Linked DNA regions of Cyprinus carpio: region 2 is linked to region 1. A link is a contact called in public Hi-C data. All regions are on one chromosome and are shown on one strand. Each heading gives the region's core, a stretch centred on a gene start, on an enhancer-like site or on the middle of the called end of the contact. The rest is flanking DNA. Distances are from core to core; before and after follow the strand shown. Region 1 overlaps LOC122145061 (adhesion G-protein coupled receptor V1-like). Region 2 has its middle 28 kb from the start of LOC122145063.

Region 1 (6,524 bases), core at 2,486-4,985:
CCACACAGTAAAAACTTGTGTACACAATACAAGGACAGAACCCAGAGCACTGAAAGCAACAGCCAAAGGCCATTGTGCATGTTCCAGAATAGATAGAGGGACCAGGCTTCTGTCAGATTTCCAAGAAACTTCAGGATGTACCATCAGATAAGTGAGGAAGGAAACCATCAACAGCCATTTCATTAAACTTCAGGCCTATTTTAGGTTCTTTTGTTCGTGCTCTATGACTGCGTGACTGTGTGCAGTCTGCATGGTGATGTGGCCAAAACAAACTGTCAACACTCTTTATTCTTATGATAAACTGTCTAAATATGAACGTTAACTCATAGTTATCAATGCTGGAACTGTAAACCACTGGACTTCCTAGAAGTTGTGGTGTTGTATTGTGGCTGTAGGGGTCACTATAGCTCCATTCTCAAACCAAAATTATCTATAGTATATGAAAATGCGGTAATAAATTACCCCCACTTAACCCCGGGGTCATGTATCATGTGGGTAATCTAATATAAATGCATGCAAATATGCATTAAGTTCTCCACTTTTCACATAAATGTAAATTAATTAGGATATGAGCAAGCAAAAGCTGGAAAAACAACCTCGGAGAAAACAGCACACAAAGCACACTGTAAAATGGTTAAGATATGATGAAGGGCCTTCTGTTGTTGAGCACCAGATGATATTGTGACAGCACAGAGCTGCAAATGTAGCTTTTTCATGACATGAATTGGGTTTAATATGTAATGTTTTTTTGTGGAAACTGTGATACTTTTTTTCAGGATTCCTTTAATAGAAAGTAAAAAAAAAAAAAAAAATAAAAAAAAGATTTTATTTGAAATAGACCTTTACTGCTACTTTTAATGAATTTAATAAAAATACATATACTGACCCTTTTGAACTTGTGAAAGGTAATATACAGTATACTATAAAGTGAGATTCTCTTGAGCTGATGATTCGATATGTGTGTGTATTGAGTCTGTCTGTCAAGTCATTGTTTGTCTCAAGGTGAGTTACAAAGCCATTAAAAACTGTCAGCTGGAGATTAAAGAAAGCATTGTGAAATAATTCATTAATATCCTGCTTTCTAAATTTTACAGAGTTACTTTCAATCAATATTCATTTTTTTATGATGTCAATCATCATTCTTCAATAAAAGTTATTTTAAAGGATTTGTGTCGCATATACACAGTACTGAATGCACTGACTTTTTCTTTCCTTTTTCATTTTTTTCCCATGGTCACTTTTATTTTGGCTAGATGGCGTGTCTGCTTTGACCTGAAATGTGTCAGCGTGATAGCCGTCAGGCCAGCTCTTCTTTTTGCTGCAGTCTGGCAAGAGATGAACGATAGCAAGTGTTATTTTGAAGAGGAGAGAGGTAGCGTATCAGGTAGCTAGGAGATTTGTGACAACAGCAACATACAGTGTCTGTGAGTTTAGAAGTGAGGGACTAAAGCTTGTTTAATTTCATCAGACTCAGACAAGGAGGTTTTCCAAGAACGATAAAGCAGACTTTGAAGTCACTGCTGCTATGTTATTCAGCTAAAGCTGGCTTGAAGAGGGTGATTGAAGTTCCTGTCACCACTTTTCAAAGTCATTTAAACATGTAAGCTTTTGTAACCTATCAGTGATGTACTGTATTATTATTGCTCTGTAGCATGTCTTCATTAAATATACAGTGGGGCCAAGAGAGGCACCTTTAACATGTCTGAAATTCATTGAATTAAATACAAATTATCAAACCAAATAGCATCTGTAAACTGTTGTCCGTTCTGTTATGCTGGTGCTTTCCTTAAAACTAAAGCAAGCTTGCATAAGGGGTTGAAATGGAACCAGGATTAAAAGAAAGAAAAGTGCCATGGGTGTAATAATGTCCCGCTGAATGTCAGTGGTATGTGTGTATTTGTCAGTTTGTATGTGTTTATTTGTTAGTCTGAGCACTGATAGTGTAAGTAAGTCAAACATTTAGTGGGAGTTATGTGTTTCATAACAAAATAATGTTGCATAAACATGAGCACTGGACCAAATGTTAATTGCAATAATGGATAATGTTGTGAATGCTTAAGATCATTTGACTTTACTTGTCTTTTTCAGTTAACACAAATGATTAATCAGCTTAACATTCCAAATTAGAATATTTAAACTAATGTTTTCTCAGTCAGAACTGTTCTTTAAGTTCAGCGAGGATCTGAGATCTAAAATTGCTGAAATCATAAAACATTTAACAGTGCTTTTTTATCATCTCACATAAACAGCTTTTCTTTTTTCAAGGTCTTAACAAGTTTCCGTCTGAAACCAGATTGCGGAAATTAATTTAGAAGGATGTAGAAGATAAAGACTTCCTTATGAACAGCCACCCACACATCTAATATCCTCAATATTTTTTTCATGTCTTACACGTGGACATGTGAGTTACATAGCAGGAGTGGCCTTCCCACACTGACCTGCTATCTATGTCCCACAGCCATTAGTGTATATCCTTTTCTTGAGGCGCTCCACCATGATACAGTGCATATTCACGTAGTGCATGTCTGAGGCACACTCCTAAAAATGCTTTGGCTGATGAAAGTCTATGCAAAAAAAACAAAAAAAAAACACGTCAGACCTGACAGTTTGGGGAAAGCCCTGTCATGAGCAATGACAGATGTTGCTGGAAGAGAATGAATTCAGAAAGAAGAAATTATTGCAGAGATGAAGGTGGATGTTTGTGAGATATTTGTGCCTTTGGCTCCCACTGAACAAAAGTAGCTGAGGAAACACCCACGATGCTGCTGAGTCTGGAACCAGCTAGTTCAGACCGGTAGCTGTTAGAGGAGGGGGTGGGATAGGAAGTGGGGGGACAAATTGAAAGAAAAAGGGCAGTTGAGAACCAGAATGGTGTTATGAATGACACATTGAAGATTCGGACCGTCTGGTTGACGTGACTCATCTCTCACGCTCCGCTGGTGATGTAATCTTTTTGGCCAGGGCTATTATAAGCGTCCTGTGCCAAGTCAACATCAGCAGCAGATCACTGTGAGGAGCATATTGACCCTCTGAGATGTTCTTTGTTGATTCAGATTGGGTTGTTGTTTTGTTCTGTTTTGAATTTTCAAATAAACAGAAGATTTAGGAAATCCCAAATGATTATTTTTCCATTGCTCAAATGTGAAGCAGTGCAATTCAGGTTGAGCTTAAGACAGTGATGCAACTTTTTGTTGTTCTATGAATGAATCATGTAAATAGCCACTGCATGTCTAAAAACATGGTAATAACTTGATACTTTTTTGTAAGTGCAGTCATAACAATTTAACTCAGTCTAGTATAGTACATGGAAACATATAGTCATCAGAGAAGAAGATGCAAAAAACATCACCTATCAGGTGGAGCTGAGACCGATTCATTCTTCAAAACAGCAGCTTATACCACACCTTGAGCCAAATATATATCTTGCTTGTTGCTTGATGACAAACACATATGCATCCTCCAGACAGGAAACCGCCCAGCTGAGGGGAAGGCAGACAGATCTTTGCTATATTATTACCCTGCAATTTTTCCCTTCACATCACGCTGCATGTACACATTTCCGTCAGCTGGTGCTAGTAGTTGTTTGATTGTTTTGTACACAGATAATGTATATCATTGGGCTGCTCTAGATTATTTTCACACATGTTTGTTTTACACAGTACATACAGTATGTCCACAGGGCTGGTACTGAGGTTTACCTGTCTGACTGATGTGTGTGGAAATCAGCTCGAGGCCACAGACTGCTTGACTCCTTTACAGTCGGCTCTGGAAAAGGGGGAGGTGCATCTGTGACTAACACAGTATCTATATATAGTAGCACTCAAAGGTGCAGTAATGGAGTACAGCACTGGAGTAGTTCTGTGTGCAGCAGACTACACAGAAACACATACATTTACCTGCTTCTCAGGTAAATGAAAGACATCTGTGCTCATATTAAATCTTTTAAGGGAAGATTAAAAGATTTATTTTAAAAGATCACAGAAGCACATCCATTATTATTTTTTCATTAACATATTATCTATTATTATTATTTTCATCATTATTATTATTAATAGTAAGGATAATTATTTCTCTTCACATAACCCTGCATGATCTTGACAAAACAAAATGTAATAAAAGCTATTTCTAAGCTCAGTATATACTGCTGCAAGATTACTTTTATCAGGTACTCATCTAACCATTATGTTTTACAAATCAGCATCCGACACTTGAGAAGGAGGCAACAAGTTTATCGTCATTCACACTGTAGTGACATGTCTTCAATTCCATTCCCTGCCAACTTGTGTGACAGGACGTCTGCATGGTTATAGAGCGTTGTTTGACAGAAGCCCATTAAATGCTTTGTGGCTGCCCAGAGAAATTATGACTCATGTACCGTACCTTTTTTTTTTTCTCTCGCTCTCGTAAGAAAAGACATAACTACAGAGTTTGGGATTTTGTAGAAGATGTCTCAAGGACAGTGACATACATAAAGCAGACACATCATTCACAGAGCCACTGGTGTTGTTTCATATTGATTTGTCTTTCAATAAATGCTTTTTAACTAAAGCAGTTTACTGCACATGTTGAAGTAGCTTTCACTCTGCAGCTCCTGGCTGGGCTGTCATTCCCACTTCAACATGCATAGTTCCCCAGTCATCTGCCTGTCAGTCAAGACATAATGTTTTTAATGCATGGTGTATAGCTATTTTAAGCTCAGTATCTTCCTCCGGGTAAAATATATCTGTAGAGACTCCAAGTCAACTGTGAATATAGTTTCAAAAATATTGTTTACATTTACATTCCCAGCTGCTTTCTCACCATAGCAACTTTGATGTTTTCATGTTTGAATATTTTGTTTCAGTTATTTAAACTGGTAGCATGAAGTGCAAAAACAAATGTATAATTTATATAATATTTTTTTTTTTTTTTAAATATTAATTTGTAAGCTCTGCAGAAATATCTAAACACCCTTTAAAACATGACACATTTACCTGAATTTAACTGTTTTTTTGCAGATAATTTAAATTTCAATATGGATGTATTTTGTTTTGTTCCATAGATGTTGGTAGATAGATGACATACTTCTTTTGATACAAATGAGGTTATGAGAATTTATTATTATTATTTATTTTACATAAACACATATTTTACGTCCGTCATACAACCATACAAGGAATAGCTATTGTCTGTCCTCTTGGGCATTAGGTCAGATAAGAAAGGGACGTTGTCTGTCATCAGAAAGCTGATAATGCTGCTGTGAGTGACTCATCTCTCAGTCTTCATGATGACAGCCCTGACACGGCTCTGTTTCTATGTCTCATCATATCATTTTTACTCTGTATATCTCTAGAATGTGTCTTATTCCAGACAGATTTTTCCCCCCACTTTCTCATAAACCTCACTAAATTTTTTGTTTCTCATTTTCTAACATCCATTTTCGTACTGCTCATTTATACTAAATGTCGTAAAATCAAGTTGTGAATTAAACAGATTAGACAGTTGTTGTACAGGTGGTTTTTAATTTTACCTCATGGTGATATGAGTTCATGAACTGTTCTGCACACATGTACTGTTTACACCCATATTGTTTATGGTACAGTGCAGTGCAGTACATCCGTCCTATAAACACAACGTGTATCAGATTGTATGGTCTATTTTCTGACACTCCCTGTTATGGGTTTGAGTGACTGCACTGAAAGGGTAAGTAGATCCACATTATCAAGTGCATCTGGTCTTGAGGGCTGTCTCCAGGTCCCAGACACAGGGTCCTCTAATCTCCACCGTGGCTCTTTATCAGCCATCTTCATTCTCAAGCCTTTGAATGAATCGCTGTCCCCCAACCAACTTTTGTTATGTCATTGGAGGCCATGCATTTCACATGACAGAGGTGCTGATGTCTTTTTAATCAGGAACCGTTAAGCCGGAGCTACGTTGCCTGTATTTATACACATTACTGCAGGATAAAAGGTTGCCTAGGGGCCAGTGATAAGCTTGTTGTAGATTGATGTATGAACTGAATGGGTTGTTTGTGATGAACTGAGTTAGCTGCTACTTTAAGCTTCAGAAGTCTTTCTGAATGTCTCTTTTGTTACTTAAAACAGCGGGATCAATTGTGGACCAGAGAATCATCCAGAAAGCTTATTAGAGGAGGGGGGATGATGCCCCTGCCATCAGCAGTTAGTGTTACTGGTGTGGTCGTCTGAGTGGGTGTACGTGAGCAGATCATATTAAATGGGAACCCGATCGGATCCCCTCCCTGTTTACTCACCCGGGTGTGCGCCCCAGGGACGACTACAGGAACAAAAACATGGGCTTTGCCTCGGTGTGCATTAATGAAGGTATCACTGAAGAGCCTGTAATGAGTTTCTAGTTTGAATGCGATTGAGTATTTTTACTGTGACACAGAAGAAGCTTTGTGAAAAACTGAGCCTTTGCTAAGCCGAGCCATAGTTAATGTTTCCATACGTCATTTTTTTTTCAAGCTTTTTCCTTTTCTAATTATTTTCTTTTGGTATTTTGGTAGCATAAGGTTACGAGGGATA
Region 2 (6,524 bases), core at 1,392-3,891, 43 kb after region 1:
AGATATATTGGATCCAGGACCTCCTTGTGTAAGTAGACGCTTACTCAGGGTATCAGATGTTATGGAAAATTAATAAAGCCAACATGTGTTCATCATTTCATCAAAACGGAAATGGATACTTGAGCACATGTGTATAGGTGTCATGAAGTGCAAAAGCAAAAAAAAAATAAAAAAAAAATTGTTTGGTTGAACTGGAATAAAAAATAATAAGAATTAAATATAAAATAAAATAACAACAAACAATTTTTTGCAAAGCATCTTATTCCCATCAATAAGCTGCTCCATTTCCACAAGTGCTTGGGTGCAAAAAGAAAAGAACACAAGGGAATTATTAAACCAAAGGTGTGGTGTGTAATTTCCGTGCCACTGTCAGCACCAAATGGAATTGCAAAAATAACATATTTCACACTGCTTGCAAAAGCAGCATAACTGCAGCAGCACACAATGTGCTTTCACATAGTACTTTCTTTAATAACCATACATTTTAATATGGTTATTGGTGCTGCTGAGAAATATTACAAACTTGATCATCATGAAGTAATTCAATTTAAATGAGGAGAATTAGCATATTTACATCTAAATGGTAATTAATCTACAAAAAACAGAACCCAAACTTGTAGAATTTAAACCTTTATGGTGCTACATAAAAGCTAATAATGATTATTTCCGAACAAATTTCCCAAACACTCCTCCAATCTACCATTGGTGAGACAAACAAACAGTCCCCCTAAACTCATTGGTTGAGCTGTTTGTCGGCCTTGCAAATTATTGCAAGTAATACCTTTCTGTAGGCCTGGAATATCCAGCGGTTTGGGCAAAAGAAACTGGGTTAGTGGTTCACGTGAGTCATTTTACCCTGGCAGCATCGACCTCACTCTCATCTTTCTCTTGCACTGTAGCTATAGCAAATCGTCAGTTTTAGCACATTTATTCAGAATACAACACAATGCAAATTTTTAACTTTTACCTCCAGCTTGCAAAAGCAGTTTAACAGATGTGTAAAGGAGTCTCAGGCAGTAAAATGTGAATGTTTGTGCGTGCATGTGTTGGGATGGTAGTGGGGGGGGGGTTCTTATAGCTGTCGGCTCCTGCTGCACCTGTTGTTTTGCAGCTCAGACTCACAGGAGGGATCAAGGCTCATCATGACTCAGGAAGAGAGGAGAAACAGAGGGTATGTGAGTCAGCCTGTTGCCTGAAAAGGAAACTCGATGGTACTAGAAGCAGAAGGAAACTTACTTCCCCTAATAAAAGAGCTGCCCAGTCCCTATTTGGTGTGATTTATTTTAAATTTTATTAATTAAAATGTTACATAACATACACATGTTTCCTGCTATAACTGAGAACATGAATTCAGTGGCATTAAATGTTTATGCATTGGGTCATTTGGTATTTATGCTCCACTAGGTGACCAAACTGCAAAAATATTGACTGTTTCCAAACAGGTTTCTCATACACTTCCCCCAAATGTCGCACAGAGACTTAGTCCTGCCCCAAAAGTCATGCCATTGCTTGAGCCAGTGAGCTGACTGCAGAGACATAAAGTTAACACTTTACTGGAGAAATCAATGTAAAAAATGTATTACTGAGCAGGGACAGTACAAATGACATCACCTTAAACATAAGATCAAGTTTAAATAGACTATATGGTTCAGTATCATAACCGAAGTAGGTACATTTAACGATTTGAAGCAGAAATTCTATTACTAATTTGATGCTATGCTATTGTGATCTGTTTGTTTTTCCAAGATTACAGTTAGCTACCTCGACTCTTTCTGCAGGTTGCAAGTTGCAAGTTGCAACAGTACAGTAAAAGCGAAAAAGGTCTTTAACACTATAGCTTGCTCTAGGCTTTTTCTATTCTATCGGTTTTCTTTTTATTTATTATATATTAAAAACAACAACAAACTTGCTACATATACTGCGTTAAGCTAACTGAGACTTGTTACAGCACTTGCGTATCATTGCTCTCTTGTTGATTTTGATTGCTTCCATTGTCCTCATTTGTAAGTCGCTTTGGATAAAAGTGTCTGCTAACTAACTAAATGTAAATGTACAGTATAGCGGCAAGTGACCATCTTTTGAGTGAGTCATTGATTCAGTCATTTTGTTCACAAATGCTGGTGATTGTGTTGAAATGTGTTATGAATGAGTCACTGAATCATTCACTCATTCAATTAAAAATACAAAATCATTGAAGAGTGATACTACTGTGTGTTGAAATAAGTCTGATTTTGTGATAATGGTGGAATCACGGTACACACACACACACACACACACACACACACACACACACATATATTATATATATATATATATATATATATATATATAATATATATCTATATATATATATATATATATATATATATATATATATATATATAATTTTTTTACCACTCTGAAAGCTTACACACTAAACTCTGCCAAGCCAGATTTATAACTATAGGCCTATCAATGTTGCTGGCCACCAAAGCAACACTGTGTTTTTGTTCCCCACCCCATCCACAAACCTCTGCAGACACATTCTCTATTTAGTGTCCTATTAATCATCCACTGATATAACAGTTGTATTTGTGCCACAGTGTGAATTGTCAACCCTTTGTACAGCACAGCCTCAGTCTCCTTATCATGAATAATTCATGACACATCACCACCCCTGAGATTTCTATACTGGTACTCTGCAAGAGTTCAAAGGTATCTTCAAAGCATGACTGAGGGAGAAAGCACAAAAGGAAACTGTACGTAGTAGATTAACTAAAGCGGCTAAATAAATAAATAAAAATGAATTCATGTTAATTAATTAATTTATAAGCTTTAATTACCTGTATTAAGCAGAATCTGTGCAGAGAAGCATTAAACATAGAATCCATTTGCCAGCACTGAAACTATACAGAAATTAATGCTGCTTACTATCATAACACTAAATCAAGAAATGAAACTGCTCACAACAGTCAGGAACTTGAACCTTTGCCCCTATAGTTTAAGAGTGGACAAGCCCAAAGTTATGCAGTCTATCCTGGGAGTCGTAAACTCAGGGACCTCAACTAGCCTGAGAAATCTCATACTATCAAGTTCCCTCCTTCTTATCCACAGCCATGCTGCAAAACAAGATGAAGCAACTGGCCTGTGCATGTCAATAGCTCAGAGAGCTCTCACAGCTGTTCCCTTCACTAGTTGTGTTTGCTTTGTTGCCATGGTCACAGATGGGTGTGAATGTTTGGGTTTTACAGTATGTTACATCATGACACACACATTTGGATGGAAAACTGAGTTTCATGTAGATTGACTTATGACTATATTATTGGTTTTATATGTCACAGTATAAAGTGAATTGAGTTTGAGAAGTTGTAAACAAGTTTTAAAAGGTGAAATAGTGCTCTAAAAGTAAAATCACAAAAATCACTTGTCTCTGCTGAAAAATTCAAGAAAACGGTTCCACTTCAGAGTCCTTGACAATCCCAGCTTTTTACAAGAATTAAAACCATACATATATGTAAAAATGTTTACATTAACCTGGATATGAATTTATAGTCATAAAATTAATAAGCAAAAATAAGTTTAACTGATTTTAATTACTGAAAATACAATTAACTGATTTCAATTAAATGTGTCCCACATTTTGCACAATGTATGTATTATTTGCATATAAATATATATCTGTTTTTTGTTGTTGTTTTTTTTTAACAAAAATGCAAAATGTAATTTGTGAATATTAAATATCATTTAATATTCATCGCTAGAGAAAACAAAATCATTTTAACCTGAGGTTGATCAACATTTTCTCAAGGTAAAGCACCTTATTTCACTGACAATAAAAAAAAAAAAAAAAAAAAAAAAAAAAAAAAATTAAAATGACATTTTTTCATGCCCCATTTTGTATAATTTGTGGAAAGTGCCACTTGTACTAGTATATACAATTTATGAGTGAACAAGATATTTTGATAGACAAAGTATCTGAGGAGGCTCTAGGTCAGTGTTCTCCTCTCCTGCTCTTGATGAGAACATTGAGAAGATGTTCAGTCAATTATCTCATCAAATCTGCTCTTTATGTGGTACAGAACATTAGGGATGACACAGGCGAAGGAAAACAGAAAGGGAATAGAGCTAACAGAGACTGAAACTAGATGCAGTGAAGATTAATAAAGGGTAAGCAGAAGATAAGATGAAATTACATCAGGAGACTTTATTTGCAATTTCCCACAAACCGGTGTCATAACAGTTTAAATAAAGGCCACAAGATATAAAATGTACCAAACACAGTTATGTGAGCATGACTGTATCTTCTAGAAGCTTTGTTCCCCTTTGAGCACGAGGCTCGTGGTAAGGAGGCACGACAGTAGGATTTGGCAGTTATTGAGAAAAGCTGAGACCTGTACAGTGTCAGCATGGACTAAATCAGCAGCTGCCATTGCTAGTAATCCCACCTCTCTGTTTGCTGGGGCCCAGGGTCAGCATGGTACAAAGGACCTGACCTGCAAGAGTCAATGGAGTAGAGGCCTAGCAGGACAGAATAAAGTGCTGGGTCAAAGCTGAGTCATCATAGATCCTAGAAGCAGCACTCGACTGCCTGCAGAGAAGACAATACAGTTGTAGACTTATGTAATACACCCGCCAGCTGCAGCTAGCTTAGCTGGGTGAGGATGTACCCAGGCATTTCACATTTCAGTGCCTCATGTTATCTTGTCCTCATTTGCCATTTGTGAAACGGCAGCCCTTAGGTTAAATATAAGATAAGATCTTTCAGCATGATAACCCAAAGCAAACTAGCAAAACAACTATACAGTGGCTGACAGGAAGGAATATGAATGGCCTTGAGAGGCCTAATCACAACACTGACCTAAATACAAATTTAAACTTGAAACAACTTCTGACAAATGTGTGTAAATATAGTAATATAATAATTCAAGTATATGCTGTAATGTGTTAACAATACTTTAAAATAAATGTTATTTAAATATGCATTATTTCGTGAAATTTATTTTAATTAGCATTTACTATAGTTAATTTACATTCAATTTATATACATTTATGATAATAAATATATATTCATTAATTTTTATTGTATTTTTCCACTTTTTCCACTTTCATTTCACTTACAATACACAAACAAATTCAAACAAACAATCTGAAAATAAAACTGGATCATTGGGCTTTAAAACAACAAAAAAGCACACCTTAAAAATGCAAGTGTCTTTTAATAAAAGTAGTTAGAGAACCCCAGAGAGGAGGTGAAGAGACATTCTCCTGACCCCTTAGGCTCTGTCCTGCATGTGTGAGCCTAAAATTCAGTCAATAAACATAACACATGAATGATGCAACTACCATGGATTTTCTAAATATGTTACAACAAACCAATAATAAGTTTGTGGCCAAAATTAATATGTAACCTCACATACTTATCTCAGGCAATGCAAATACCCATTTAAAAATGACCATAGATTAAAATATGTACTGGCCTGACTTCAGTATATATTGGCCTTGCTTCAATTAGGACATTTAGTCCATAGTTAATTTAGGACATTTAAGTAATTTTTATAAACGTGCCTTAAAAAAACAACAACAAAAAAAAAACAAAAAAAAAAAACAAGGGCACTGACATATTTTAAGATCAATCAGTGCAAGTTTATTTCAGTTGAAACCGCTCAGACTTACATTTAGATCTGGGACTAGGCTTAAGCCTTGTCTGTGAAACTGGGGGCTTGTACATGAAATAAATAATCTGAGCAATAAATTGGCATAAAGGCATTTCAGTGTCAATAATGATTATGAAAAATCAAATCCATTAGACGACAATATTGTAAGGAACTGAATTCAATAAATATTATATGAATTCAAGCCACAGGTGTTTTTTTTTTTTTTTTTTGTATCATGACTTAGAACTTGCGGTAACAATTTTCTTTATTTTGGCCTGTTCTAACATGAATCTTAGTTTATAGGCTAGTATTTTTTAACCAACCCTGCTGGTCAAAGTTTATTACCTCACTTGACCCCAAGGTCACTTCTTGACCCTAGTGCCACCTGATAAGCTGAGGTCAGAAGGTTAACCCCTATAAACCAAGCTGGCGTCTTGAAGTCCAACACCTTGAGGTTTCAGTCTTATCTTGAGATGATCTGCATCTTAAAGGAACAGCAATGAAAAGGACTAAATGTGAAAAAGAAAAAAAGATTCTGATGGTCTAAATTAGATTTGTGGTATTTGATGTGCACTCTAAATTAAAGAGGTATGTGTATAGAGAAGTATCACCTAAAACTCTTTGTTGACACTATTTGTGTAACTACTAGAATGTCCTGTGAGTGCACTGTTTTTAGTGAGAGACCAGGGCTGAAGTTGGTTTAAATGTGGCCATATTTCAGATCTTGCTTATGTTTTAAATTCTTAGAGCTTTGATGCTCTAATATCAGCGTAGTTTTGTTATAAATAAAACAGAAGTACAGCTGAAGTTATGGATGGAGGTTTTTTATTTCCAAGGAAGAACTAAGACAAAAGTTAAAACCATTATGAACATACATTTCAGTATCTAATG

What was found. Hi-C and Micro-C count contacts between places; a contact is called where the count stands out from the background.
Region 2: a contact with region 1 is called in a Hi-C map of skeletal muscle, with 5 times the contacts expected there. The contact joins two enhancer-like sites. A contact is called at or near these places in 6 of 8 Hi-C or Micro-C datasets (liver and skeletal muscle).

The regions. Positions count from the first base shown.
Region 1 is chrA5:26,341,461-26,347,984 of ASM1834038v1, forward strand. All of the region lies in intron 3 of LOC122145061 (adhesion G-protein coupled receptor V1-like), which reads left to right. LOC122145063 (a long non-coding RNA gene) reads right to left here. Exons shown (of 3, transcript XR_006160094.1): 2 at 3,699-3,765; 3 at 3,363-3,479. Among protein-coding and RNA genes, the nearest start is that of LOC122145061, 13 kb to the left of the region's middle. Within about 2 kb of position 3,736, at least 2 of the 8 cell types and tissues checked have an H3K27ac peak or open chromatin away from gene starts, as enhancers often do. A contact at or near this core is called in skeletal muscle, where this site is marked.
Region 2 is chrA5:26,385,595-26,392,118 of ASM1834038v1, forward strand. No RefSeq gene overlaps it. Among protein-coding and RNA genes, the nearest start is that of LOC122145063, 28 kb to the left of the region's middle. Within about 2 kb of position 2,642, at least 2 of the 8 cell types and tissues checked have an H3K27ac peak or open chromatin away from gene starts, as enhancers often do. A contact at or near this core is called in skeletal muscle, where this site is marked.